Linked DNA regions of Gossypium hirsutum: region 1 is linked to region 2. The links are chromatin contacts, called in public Hi-C maps. All regions are on one chromosome and are shown on one strand. The core of a region is the stretch at or near the end of the contact, and the rest is flanking DNA. Distances in the headings are between cores, read along the strand shown. Region 1 holds the start of LOC107895765. Region 2 has its middle 8.7 kb from the start of LOC107897547.

Region 1 (3,551 bases), core at 548-3,047, 94 kb before region 2:
CATCAAGTGGTTAAGTTAACCATCAAGTAAGAAGAACAGTACATAAAAGTCATTTGATCATTTCAATACCCCAATGATCTATAGTACTAAATTAAAATATACAGATTTCACTTTCTCCGCACAATATTTTTTCTAAGTCGATTTTAAGGTACACCTATTAAGAAAGGTTGAATCCTCCAATACATCATGGAGAAGAGGTAGACATTTTACATTGATAGTGATTAATGTAAAAGAAAAATGAGCATATATGATAAATCCTGCTCTAACAAATAAAGCATGAAATAGAATTCCAGTATATCAAAAATCATGGGTAGAGTAGACTACATCGTTTGCAATTCATACCACAACCATTGACACCCAAAATATGCATCAAAAGAAACAGAAGAAAAGCTTCTTACAGTCAGCATAGGCCAAAATGTTGCCTTCAGTTCTTTATAGATATTAGCCGAGGATTCAAAACGCAAGAACCCCAAAACTACATAATATATACTGTTCTAGATTGCAGCCCAAACTGTTTGATCAAAGATAACTTTTGCTGGAACCACCCACCAGTCATCGAAAGGAAACTGGAACTCAAAGTGTTTCAGTGCTCCATGGAAAAAAAATGACTCAAAGCAGCAAAACATATAAACTATGAACCACAAGTATTACCTCTCAAAACTGGTAATAATAATGAGAAAGGGATCCATGAAGAGTAAATCCAACAAGGCCCGATCTGAAGGCTTTCCTTCATAACACTACATACAGGCTATACAATATGAGCTGAATGCAATATATGTTTACGTTTAAAGGATTAATAGAGAGAAACTACTTGTGCAATCTAATTTCCTATTGAATAGACTATCCCCCTTATTGCCATTTTGGCTATCACTGGTTTGGCTTTAAGAGCTTGTTCGTATGCAATCCAATTATGTTCTGGAACATATTGGAGTACCTCATAAAGTGTCCATCCCTGTTAATCATTCATAAGAATCAAATAAATACTGAGATAGGAAAAAAAAACAATATTGTAGCATTTAGATTTCACTTCATTTTATTTTGAGGACTCCAGCTTTCACTTGGTTTTTGAAAGCTAATCTGCATAAACCTCAAATTTCCAAGAAAGCACAAATCATAAATAAAGACCCCCTTTTTCTTTTACAAGCAATGTTTCAGATTTCATGGTTAGTTTAGAAAGTTATAAACACCTCAACAGTTTTCAAGATTAAAATCATAAAATGACGAACGAAAGAGATTAACCAACTCTAGCACAGAGAGAAGTGAAACCAAGGAAAACTACTACCAAGCAAAAATACCCTTCTCAAAACAAGAGCATACCAAAAAAAAGCTCTTTTGAAACGAATCATTATTCAACTCTAAGTAAAACAGGAAATAGAATTAAAATGCAAAAAAAAAAATTGAAAAACCTAGGAGATAACTTACATGCCAATAATCATGATCAATTATAAGTAACTTGGATACAACAAACGTGTCAAATCCAAGAACGATAGAGGCATTGATTGCTCTACTACTCAACTTCTCGACATCATCATGGCCATCACCATCATCACCGTGACCACCTCCAACCTCTGAAGAAGAAGCCTTCAAAGTTTTGGAGCCATTTGGGAACAAAAGCTTCTTAGGTTCATGGGAATGACTGTTCTTCTTTGAAGCCAATTCTTTGTCCTCTATGACTGATTGAATGACCCAATCTGCGCTTCTTGGTACCTTTCTTTGGAGCCCAGAAATTAATAAGCAAACAAAACTTTGCGGAAGAGAAATTGGAAAAGAAAAGTACCAAGAAGCGCTCGTGCCAAGTCAATTTGCTGCCCTGTAGTTGAAACTGCAGAAAGGAGATAGATGATGAAACAATGAAAGAAGATGATGTGAAGGAAGAAGAAGCAAAAATGTTTACCTGACCTTGGATGAAGGGGAGGAATGCCGGAGTCGAAGGGTATGTGAAATGGCTGCTGATTGAGAGTGTTTTTGACGTGAAATTTTGGTAAGGGTAGAATAGGTTTCTTCAAGCAACGAATAGGTAAACGGTGAAGAAGGCACGGAATAGAAATCCCCAAAAATCTCTGTTTAAGTCCGGAATGGAATCCACCCGTAATAAGGTATTACGTTGAACCAAATGCCAGTTTAAGTTGGCCTGAAGAATAGGTTAGTAATAGGCATGTAATGGTTTAGCTATTACCTTCAACCAATCATGCTCTAATTCTTTTTATTTTAAATATATTTTTTAATATTATTATTTTTTTACATCAATTTTATTTTAAAATTTTTATTTTATTCATTACATCAATAATTTTAATTTAATGTAGGAAAAACACAAAAAATAATTATATCTAAATTCTAAACTCTAAAACCTAATATTATAATTAAACTTAATTATTTTAATCGATAATATTAGTACATATCCCGTACATAGGGACTACGTACCCATAATCGCGTTAATAAGGAACGCAACGATCTAAGGGTTTTTTCCCGCTTAAAGAGCTAACTATCTAAAGGCCTAGGTAAAGGTCTAGAGCCAGAGTAGGCAAGAGCAGTCCTTCAAGTGGAAGAAAGCTTTATCCATTTTGAGTTGCCCTCCAGTCATTGTGCTGAGTTCTAAGTGCTTCAATTCGATATCCACTGGAGTAGCTACTAATTGTGATGAAGGAGGATAGGGATGTTCACACTATAGCTCAAGAAATTGTGTTGTAAACTTTCCTATTCGATTTTTCGCTTTCTCGCCAATTCTTTTATACACAAATTGCCATTAATGCTAATAGCGTGATATTAATTCTAGACCTGTGATATTATTTGATATATTAAATTAAAGCTGCACATGTGGATATAAAGTTGCCTAAATGAATAGAATTTTAAATATTAAATATTCAATACGTTATTAATGTCATTGAATTAAACGAATTCAAATGAATTTATATTAATTCACCTTTATTTTAAATAATAATTTTTAAATTTATATATTTATCATAATAAAAAATTATAATTTTAAAAATTAAATATTTATATTAGTTTGTTTTTATTATCTAAATATTAGTATTGTTAAAATGCTATAAAATTTAATTGATAAATGCAACAAAATCTGTGATTTATTAAAAATTTACCTCAGCTGTATAAATATTATTTTAATAAATTATTAGGTTTTTAGTAAAAATAATTTATTGGTTTTTAGTAAAAATTTTCTTTTATAAAATGTTCATTTTGCAACATGTTAATATTCTTTTCATCAAGTCAAAAGAGTTTAGAAAAAATATTAATTACCATTATAAATCATTTCAAGTCTTTGTAAACATATGTGGACAATGCTAATTTGTAAAATAGGTGTTTGAAGCTTGTCGACTAAAACAAGGTCATTTAGGTTAAAGAATTTGAGAATAAATTAGAATTCTAAACAATTTAAATAAAAATATTCAAAATAGTATAAAAATATTTTGAAGGCTCAAAAATTATTTTAAAACTATTTAGAATTTTTTTGTGGGTGATCGAAAATGTTCAGGGTTGAAAACAAGACCTTGGAAGCCAAAATGGATCAAAATGGTGCAGTGTTGATACAAGGCTAA
Region 2 (3,163 bases), core at 481-2,980:
CGCTTTGTTTCGGTTGTTCGGTTTCTTCCCAACACTCTTCACATCTTTGGAATGACATTTCCAATAGACAAGCCCTGAGATCCTATGTCTGGTTGCATGCACTCATGAATGTCCACCAATAGCCCCACTGTGAAACAAGTCAAAAAGTTTCTTCCTCAATTTTGGATCCTGAACAACTACTACATTTCCTTTCCTTCTTAACACTCTGCCATGCCATGAGGATTTCGAATACAGATGAGGGTCCTTTTGTAAATCTAAGCAAATCTGCTGCAAAATAGGATTAGTGCCACAAGAATTCAATATTTGTTCACATACCTCAGACCAGGAAATATTTCCCTTGCATTGGAACAGTTGCCCTTCTTATACATAATCCACTTGAGACAATGCATCAGCTACTATATTTTGGCTTCCTTTTCTATAAATGATAGAATAATCATACCCAAGCATCTTTCCAACGCATTTCTGTTGATAAGGTGTAAAAGCTTGTCTGTTAGAAAGGAACCGCAGGCTCTAGTGGTCAGCTTTGATGCTGAAATGTCTGCTTACTAAATATGGATGTCGTTTTTTAACAACCAGTAATACTATGAGCATTTCCTTGTCATACATGGACAAGGACTGATGTTTGACTCCCAACCCTTTGCTGAAGAAAGCAACAGTTCTCTTTTTTTGTTACAAGACTGCCCCTATACCGTGACTACAAGCATCAGTCTCTACACAAAACTAATATCTGAAATTAGGAAGAACCAACACAAGTGCTTGAGTCATTGCTGCCTTGAGTTGATTAAAGGCTGTCTGTTCTTTGTTAAACGAACTCCAAGGTGTCTCTTTTTTTAACAATGCTGTTAAGGTCTTGACAATTGTTCCATAGTGTCGAATGAACCTTCTGTAAAAAACCGAGAGCTTTAGAAAACCTTGCAACTCTTTATCAAAACAGGGGTAAGCCAATGAAAATCCCCATCAACTTTCGAGGGGTCCATTGAAACAGATCATTGAGATATAATATGCCCCAGATATTCCACTTCTGTAGTGCCAAAACTACATTTTCCCTTGTTGGCATACAATTGGTGATATCTTAGAATATTTAAGACCTCACATAGATGAGTCAAATGTTTTTACCAGCTAGCAGAATACACTAGGATGTATCAAAAAAATAACATTGTCTTCCGTAGCAGTTGTTTGAAGACACTGTTCTTTAATGATTGAAAACTAGAGGGTGCATTGGTCACGCCAAATGGTATGACCAGGAATTCACAGTGTCCCTCATGAATCCTAAAGGTTGTTTTATGTATGTCGCCCTCCCACATTCGAATCTGGTGGTACCGGGACCTGAAATCCAGTTTGGAGAAATAGGTCGCTTATCCCAACTCATCCAACAGTTCCTTGATCACAAGAATAGAGAATTTGTCCTTGATAGTTAGCTGGTTAAGCTGCCTATAATCCACACATAATCACCTGCTGCCATCTTTCTTTTTCACCATAACAATTGGTGATGCAAAGGGACTGTTATTTTCCCTTATAATCCCAGTATCAATAATTTCCTTGATAAGCTTTTCAATTTCATTCTTTTAAACAGCAGGGTACCTATATGGATGGACCTTGACCACTTAAGTCTCATCTTGAACGGGTATCTTGTGGTCCTGTAATCTGACAGAAGGAAGGCCTTTAGGATCCTCAAATTCATTTAAGAGCAATTCAACATCTTTGTGCACAGTCTGTGATGGTAAGGTCAGAGTGGTTTGGATAGAACTAGTCAACAACATGAGAGTGGGGCCCTGTCCCATCACACTGAAGTATTTAGAAATTTGAGCACCAGAAGAAACATGTAGACTCTCAGGAAGAATACCTTGGAGAGTACAGGACGTCCCTAAATACTCGAATTGCATTGTAAGAGAAGAGAAATTCCAGATAATTGACCCTAGTGAAAAGAGCCATTGGACACCAAGAACTAAATCACAACCTTTTACTGGAAGCACCATAAAATCAGTGGATATTTAACACCCTTGCGCATCCCATTTCACCAAACGACTGACCCCCTAAGTAGCTAATTGCACACAATTAGCAACCATCACTATAAGCTTACAAGAAGAATCCACAGGTAGATGTAGTTGCTTCACTAGCTTGCAGTCCACAAAATTGTGAGTACTGCCTGAATCTACCAAAATAATGGCCTCACATTAACCAATTCGAGCTGCTAGTCGCATTGTGTTGTGACCCTGAGAACCACTAAGGGCATGCAAAGACAGAACAGAAGTTACTAACTCAACTTCAACTTCAGTCACTTCTAACTTCTCAGGGCAATCTTGAAACTTATCAGAAGTAAGGCTCTTAAGTTTATTATCCAGCTCAACCGAGGCTTCAATCACCAATTGATAAATTTAAGACTTGGTACATTTATGCCCTAGTGTGTATTTGGAGGGATACCAAAAACATAGTTCTTCTGTCTTCCATCTCAATCTATGAAAGAGCTTTAACTAGAGTTTTTGTATGAGAATTGTTGGAAGAATGAACTCCTGGTATAGTGTGAGAGTTGTATCCTTTAACTAGAGGCAATAAAGGCTTGGGGGAGCTAAAGTTCCCTCCTATACGAGTATTTTTCTTAGTAACAGGACCGACTATATCCTCCACTTCAATAGCACTAGTGAAGGCCTCTATCAAGGGGGTTAGCTTGAATAATCGTAAATACTGACCAATATAGGGTTTGAGATTATGCACAAAAATACTCGAGCCATAAATCTCAGGAAAACGTAGTTGATTCAAAAGGCTCACAAACTGGTCATAATATTGGTTGACCGTACCAGTTTAAGAGCCACCAACTCAGTCATAGGGTCTAAGTGCCTACGAGATACGAATCTCTCCTGCAAGGCTCGCGCATAAGCCTCCCAAGTCAATTGTTGAAAGCCACCATGTTGTTCAAAAAAGAAATGGTGCCACTCCAGGGCCTTTCCCTCTAAATACAACATCACGATTCGAACCTTAGTTGAATCTTCCACGTTTTTAGCTTTGAAAAACTGCTTAAGCTTGGACCATACCCGAAAGTCTGTTCCATCAAATCGAGGCCAAGTAAGCTGGAACCCTTTTCCTAAAAGATCCCCTAAGCTTGCTAGAAAGTAAGTACCCGTGTGTCCGAGATCTATAACTGGTGACATAACTAGGTTATCCTTGG

Evidence for each region. A called contact is a pair of places that touch in the nucleus more often than the background predicts.
Region 1: a Hi-C map of leaf shows a contact between it and region 2, with 4 times the contacts expected there. The contact joins the promoter of LOC107895765 here to the enhancer-like site in region 2. A contact is called at or near these places in 13 of 34 Hi-C or Micro-C datasets (anther, callus, cotyledon and 3 more).

What each region holds. Positions count from the first base shown.
Region 1 is chrA10:22,314,439-22,317,989 of Gossypium_hirsutum_v2.1, reverse strand. LOC107895765 reads right to left here and starts at 1,797. Exons shown (of 3, transcript XM_041078986.1): 1 at 1,423-1,797. The coding sequence starts at 1,797.
Region 2 is chrA10:22,220,893-22,224,055 of Gossypium_hirsutum_v2.1, reverse strand. No RefSeq gene overlaps it. Among protein-coding and RNA genes, the nearest start is that of LOC107897547, 8.7 kb to the right of the region's middle. Within about 2 kb of position 1,730, at least 2 of the 9 cell types and tissues checked have an H3K27ac peak or open chromatin away from gene starts, as enhancers often do. A contact at or near this core is called in cotyledon and leaf, where this site is marked.